Linked DNA regions of Gossypium arboreum: region 1 is linked to region 2. A link is a contact called in public Hi-C data. All regions are on one chromosome and are shown on one strand. The core of a region is the stretch at or near the end of the contact, and the rest is flanking DNA. Distances in the headings are between cores, read along the strand shown. Region 1 holds the start of LOC108474136 (piriformospora indica-insensitive protein 2). Region 2 holds the start of LOC108451218 (long-chain-alcohol oxidase FAO2).

Region 1 (3,567 bases), core at 1,018-3,517, 320 kb before region 2:
AAATACACCATATCACAACAGAATATGTATGTAATTGCATGTGGCCCATATTAATTATAGGATGGGATGCCCCATCTCTAAAACTTCCTTCACCCTCCTGGCTAAATTCAATTACTCCTACAATCACAAATCAAGGCAAAACATGATCCATTTTATCAGAAATGGACTGTTAATCATGATAAACAGAAAACTGACCATTGTTAGATCAATTTGAATTGATTGTTTTCTCAAAATTTTTAACATAATAATTAATTTACTCTTTTATTTAATCTATATGTATTAATTTATCTACATTTTAAGTAAAGAAGATAAAATGTAATAAAACTACTAGTGTAACCACTGAAATGCAGCTCTGGCTGATCCATGATTAATGCTCTAGAACTGCAGCTTTTGTTTGTCTCGAGAGTTGTATCATGACATGAATCGAATGGCTTCAGCCAGAATCTAGTTAGCTTAACTCGCTAAATCCTAGCCCAAAACATTGTACAAAATACATATGATTCACTGCTGTCAATCAGTCCCACAGCTTTGAAAGCAAAATGTATTTGTTAGTGAAATGGATAACTAGCTACAAAATCAATAATTTATCATTGATTCATTCCCCAAAACAGAACAGGAAATAAAAAGGTAATTCCATAATTTTACCTACTGAAATACAGTGCTACTACTAAATTAAACTTGCCAAATATTTCTATTAGTTTTAGCCAGTATTAACTTGTTGTTTCTGTAAGAACTATTAGTATCTTTTTTCCATGCGCTTTGATGATAATCAATCAAGCCAAAAGTATCCAGAGACCCCAAAACAGCAAAAAAACAAGGAAAGATGATGAAGATGATAACAGCCCAGAATGAGAAACCCCAATGAAGAGGACTGGATTGGGAATGTCCGGCTTGCTGCATTTCTTCAGTTCGCCAACGCTTTCACGATGGCTCAATTTCTCATCAACGCACAGTTCTGGATTGCCTTTTAACCTTAACTTTTCACCAAATTTAGCAGTGAAGTTAGCAGAAAAGGGAAGTCTTCCACTTAGATTGTTGTTTTCCAAATTGATTTCATTCACAAACTCCAGAAACCCAAACTCCTCAGGTACTTTCCCGTTAAGCTTGTTGTTATCAAGGCCTAGATAGCACAAGTTCCTCAAATGCAACCCCATGGAAGCTGGGATTTCACCAACCAATCCCATGTTTGAAAATCCTATCCCCAAAATACCCCCTATATTGCCCCAAATTTCAGGAATCTCCCCTCCTAGTAAATTCCCACTCAAATGCACCTCCTTCAATCTGGTCATTGCAGCAAGAAACAAAGGAACCCCAAAGTTTCCAAAACGGTTAAAACTCAAATCCAAGAAATCCAGAGCTTGTAAGTTGCTCAAGCTCTCTGGGATTTTACCAGAAAACCCATTTGAACTCAAGTCCAGCTTCAAAAGGTGAGTAAGATTACCTACAGAAGAAGGCACATTTCCATGGAATCCATTGCCGCTCAAGTCGAGAATTTTCAGCTTCTTTAGCTTAGACAGATTAACAGAAACCTTTCCACTAAGCTTGTTTCTCGACAGTGTTATCTCTTCAATGTTAGCCAAATCACCGATTGCATTTGGGATAGCTCCATGAATTCCATTTCCGGACAAAACCAACCTCCTCAAACTTGTGAAATTTCCGGTGATGCTACTGAGAGGACCAACAAAAGCTCGGTTGTTTATAAACACAAGCTCTTCAAGAGAGGAGCCGAAAGTTGTGGGGATATCGGGGACAAAAGCTTGGGTTTGGGTGAAGCATTGGTAGAAGAAAAGCTTGCGTAGATGTTTGAAGGAAGTGAAGAGGAGAGGGCTGAAAGTGGAGTTTGGAGAGCAAGATGGGTTTGGTGTAAAATCGGAAACGTACCCGAAACTCAGTTCCGTGACATGGACCGTAACGTTCTTCGTTGTTGGGTCGGTGAAATAATCACAAACAACACCGTGAGGAGGGTAAGAGCAGAGGTCGTCAGGGAAGAGAGTCCGCCAATTGGTGGCTGAGTTGATGGAGGAGAGAACTTGGTAAACTGAGTCCTGCTCAGCCGAGTTGAGGAGGAGAGGTTGCTCCTGCTGCAATGAAATAGTAACTAGAGTGGATGTAAGCGTGAAGAAAAGAGCCAGCTTGAAAATAGAAACAACAGTCATGGTTTTCTCACTGGGAGTGGAAGATAAAAGAGATAGAAAACCAAGCAGTGTTGTTTGGGGGGGGGGGGGATGTTAGGTTGGTTGGGATGGAAGCGAAAAGAAGGGGATTTTGTTTTTTGGTTTATTGGCACTTGCCATTGCATATATTGTGGAGGACTTGGCCCCCTTGGTCTTGGACTGTAGTGTGTAGACTGTAGACTGGCTCTGCCAACACCCAAAACAACCTAGCTCTGACCCTCTGAATCTCTGACCAACCTAACTTCAAAATTTCTTCTTTTTACCTTTTGTAAAATTTTAACCCCAATTATGCTCAAGTAAACAAAAAGATAAATCCTTAATGGTAGTAAATGCAACTTTTCAAGTGTTGGATCGAAATGCAAAACAAGAGCATCTTTTTCTTTGGGTATATGAGTTCCATTCCAGCCCTGCAGTGGCGTTAATGAAAGCGTCGATCGGTTGGAGAGCTTTGGTTTTAACTCCGGTAATGGTGAAAAAGGATAGCCGACAGAAAAACCTGCGGAGCAAAGGTAGCCGGGGGAAGCCAATAGTGAAGCGCCGCAGCCGCCGACTTACTGTCTCAAAACATGTTTCGTGAAAGCGACATTTAACTGACAAAGGGAACGAGGCATGCATGGTGCTACGTGTCCATATTACAGTGGCTTAAGACAAGGACTCGTGTCTTTTGTACGGAAGGGGATCCTTTCCGGAAATGGCCGTGCATGCGAAGTCCCCAATTTCCAGGTAAGTCAACAGTAATTTTTTATTTTAAGTTCTAACCTGCTGTTTTAATAACAAAATTACGACCAAATATTCACCAAAGGTGTTTTGAGGCCGTAAGTGAAAATGGGCTTCTTCTCTCAAATATTTGAATAAAGTTGGGAGTAAACATGGTTGAAATAGATTTATTTAAAGGTAAAATAAATGAATATAAAATGTAGAAATGCCTTTGAACAGAAGTGCTTTTCAATTTTATGCCTTTCAGATTCTTTGTTGATTCAATTTTATCTACCACTTTAAGTCGAATTCCAATCCCATCTGAGAGCATTTAGAGAAGAAAAAATCTGATAAAATTGAATTGAGCAGGAAGACGAGAATTATTTGAAGTAGCATTTCAGTGTTTGTCACGAATATTCATAGTTGTTGCTACCTTTTATTTTTTATTTCCCTTGTTATTTTGTTTTTACTCTTCTTTTTGCTTTGTATTGAGGTGTAAATTTTACATTTTTATTTCTTCTTTAAGAAATTGTTCTTTAGATTTAGATGTTTAATGGTTTGTATTTTTACTCAAATTTTGGTTAGTTTTAATTTAATCTTTTATTATGGCGGAAAAGAAAATAAAAATATATTATATTTTCACTAAAAATTAAAATTCAATCCCATTTCTTTAATAATTTCTTTTGGGTACAGAAAA
Region 2 (3,304 bases), core at 169-2,668:
CTCAAACTAACAACTAAAAACATGCATGAATCTCATGGACAACATCAAACATACCTTAGTCTAGCAAACTACCATAGCTGATTTTCTCAAGCTCTCCCCCCCTTCTTCTTAGAACATTCGGCCAAGGAAGAAAAATGTGAAAGGATGGACACTTTTTTTTTCCTTTGTTTTCATCATATTCTTTTTTTTTCATTATTTTATTCTTTCTAACATAACCACTAACCCAACATGTTTGCAACATGTTTCCACTCATAGCATGGCCGGCCACCATGCTTAAATTTTAGGTAAATTGACATGCAAACCCATCATTTTCACCACATGCATTAATAGACCACTTTACATTTGCCTAGCACATTTCTAATTTTCTCACACAAGTCCTATTTGATAAAATTCACTTACATTAACAAAATCCAAACATGAAATTTTCACACATGCATATGTACATATAATGAGCATCAACTATGACGGTTAATTATTTTTATGACTCGGTTTAGCGATCCTGAAACCACTTTTCGACTAGGGTCAATTTAGGGTTGTCACACTAGGAGTGGGCACTTCCTTACACACTGCATTCCTCCATGTTAGATCATGCAACATCTTAAAACAATGAGGTCTTACATGACCAAAAACACCTCAATAATGACAAATCACCTTATGAACAATCTTCTTGAATGTCTTGAATAGCATTGGCTTAGAGCTTTCACCAACTTCCTTTGGACTAGATGTTTTAACAAAGACGGTAGGACTTGGCATTACATATTTACCCTTATCAACAAAGCCTAAGCTTTCTTTCTTAAATCTCTCCTCCCAATTGCCAAGATCTCATCAAGTTTTCTACCTAAAAACCATGAAGGAGTACAAAAAAAATATGAGAAAATATAAAAAACTATGAGGAAGTGCTAAAAAAAATGAGAAAATATAAAAAATAAAAAATACCAAAAATTATGAGAAAGTACCAAAAAACACGAAAGAGTACCAAAATTGGTTGGTCTTAATAAATTTATTTTAAATTTATTAAATTTTATAAATTATTATTAATGTATAATTTATTTTACCAAATATTAGTATGAAAAATAAAATTTAAAAGTTAGTAAATTTTCTATAATTTTTAAAACTAAAAGAGTATATATTGTTCCCAATCTTTATTAGACGAAAGCCTAGCAATAAAAATATTTTGCTATTGACTTAAAAGGTTTTATTAGTAAATGCCTATCATAAGCAAGAAGCGCCGCTAGTTCAGTTATTACCTTTTGATAAATATAGGATTGTTGTCTTGTCGGTGTCATATAATAAAAATAAACTGCACTTGGGTCCCAATCATAAAAGCATAACCAAACTGTTTAACCAGAGTTAGATAATAAATTAATTGCATTTTTAAAATATCACATCATTTGAGCCTCCAACAAAATTATTTATAGAAAAGAAACACCCCCACAAATGAGACGAAAAGGTCAATGAAGGATTAGATAACACCCATACCGCATGTGAGACAACCGACCTCTTTCTTATTTTAGACAATACAAACGACCTCTTTCAATCGGCCTTCTTTCTGATGATGACCCAACAGGGAATCGAGCACGGGTAGATTACTGGCCTATTTTATAAAAACCATTCAAGGTTGCGTAAAGCAGCGAAGCAAAGCAAAAGATTAGCTAAGAAAGAACACCATGGAAATCGGAAACCATGAAACCGGTGATGCTCATCCTTTGCTGAGAGGGGGTAGGAGAAAAACTACATACACCCATGGTTTCTCTTCAGCTCAAATCCGATCACTTGCTGCCACCTGTGAAGCTTTAATCCCTCCTCTCCCACTTGATTCAGCCCACCAGGCTTCTTCCCTTGATGCTTTCTACAAAGCTTCTGGGGCTGAGCCTCCACTTCCTGATGAGGTAATCAAAATCCCAATCTTCATTCCTTCAACTCTTGTTGTAATTAGCTAATTGAACAGTTTTCTACGTGCATATACTTGGTAATGGGGAATTGTTTTAAAATAAACAGGTAGCAGAGATGATGGTGAAGAGGGTGGTTGAACCCAGGGTACTCTCGTTTGTGAAAGTAGTATTGGCAGTTATATCGTTTAGATTGGGCGCATTGTTGCTTTGCGGGTGGGATTGCTGTGACTGGAAATGGCCATTCATTCACAAGTTTTCGGAACTGCCAGTGGAGAGAAGAGAAAAAATACTAATGAAATGGTCAAGCAATGGCCATCATCGCTTACCTCTTAGAGCTGTTTTTGCATTGATCAAAACTTACTGCTTGTTCATCTTTTTCTCCATGGTAAACTCTTTACCTTTTCTATTAATTTTTCCTCATCCATCTTCCTCCTATCTTCTAACTAAAAAACTTACAATTTATCAGTAAATTATTTAAAAAATTCATTCAAATCATTAAACTATTAAAAGTTTTATATAAATCACTAAATTATTAAGTTTTTCTTTTAAAATTTCATTAGTAAACTTCAAGTGATGATTTAATCATTAGTACGATGAATCAGTATACTATTAACGAATAAAAGAATATAAATCTTAAGTCCAAATCAATTTAACGGTCAATATCAAAAATAGAAAAAATTTATTTGAACTTTAGTTTGCAGATTCGTGTCATCTAAAATTATTTATTAAAAATAACTAAACTGTAGAAGAAAAATGAAAGGGAGCTTTAGATCGGTGTATGTAGTAAAATATATATATATAATATCGATTTTAATAGTCTAATGACTTAAATGAAAATTTTAAATAATTTAATGATCAAAACATAACTTTTTAGTTAAGTGACTAAAATGAAAACTTATCTATAATTTAGTGACTAATTGAGTAATCTACCCAATTTACCCAATATAATATAATGTAATATTATCCTCTCCTTTACAGAACGCATTTAATAATTACTAAATTGTTTTTATTAATCCAGATTGGCTAATATATGCCTTAAAATGGGTTCAAGAATCAAAACTGAAAATACTATTTGCTCAAATAAAGAAAGAAATGAAAAAGACTGATGGAAGTAGTAATTCTCGTAATTCATTCTGTATGTCAAAAAACTAACAGGACATGAAAATTTTATGAATACACCCATGTGTATGAATTTTTTAAAATTTATATAACGCTTGATTATATAAATATATTTGTTGGATAATAGTTCTAGTGTTTCGTGCATGAGAGAGCTGTTATCATAATTAGTGCATTTTGAAGGAATTAAGATACGATTTGATTACATGGAATCGAGAACATAATGATTAATACTTGATGTGTAAGTCAATAACGAACAAGGCTAGCTTTTCAAATTTGTGTCTCAGACTGATGAA

What was found. Hi-C and Micro-C count contacts between places; a contact is called where the count stands out from the background.
Region 1: a Hi-C map of leaf shows a contact between it and region 2, with 7 times the contacts expected there. The contact joins the promoter of LOC108474136 here to the promoter of LOC108451218 in region 2. A contact is called at or near these places in 3 of 5 Hi-C or Micro-C datasets (all in leaf).

The regions. Positions count from the first base shown.
Region 1 is chr7:63,802,979-63,806,545 of ASM2569848v2, reverse strand. It overlaps LOC108474136 (piriformospora indica-insensitive protein 2), which reads right to left and starts at 2,267. Exons shown (of 1, transcript XM_017776060.2): 1 at 545-2,267. The coding sequence starts at 2,156. The coding sequence ends at 774.
Region 2 is chr7:63,483,536-63,486,839 of ASM2569848v2, reverse strand. LOC108451218 (long-chain-alcohol oxidase FAO2) reads left to right here and starts at 1,418. Exons shown (of 3, transcript XM_017748939.2): 1 at 1,418-1,889; 2 at 1,999-2,277; 3 at 3,296-3,304. The coding sequence starts at 1,668.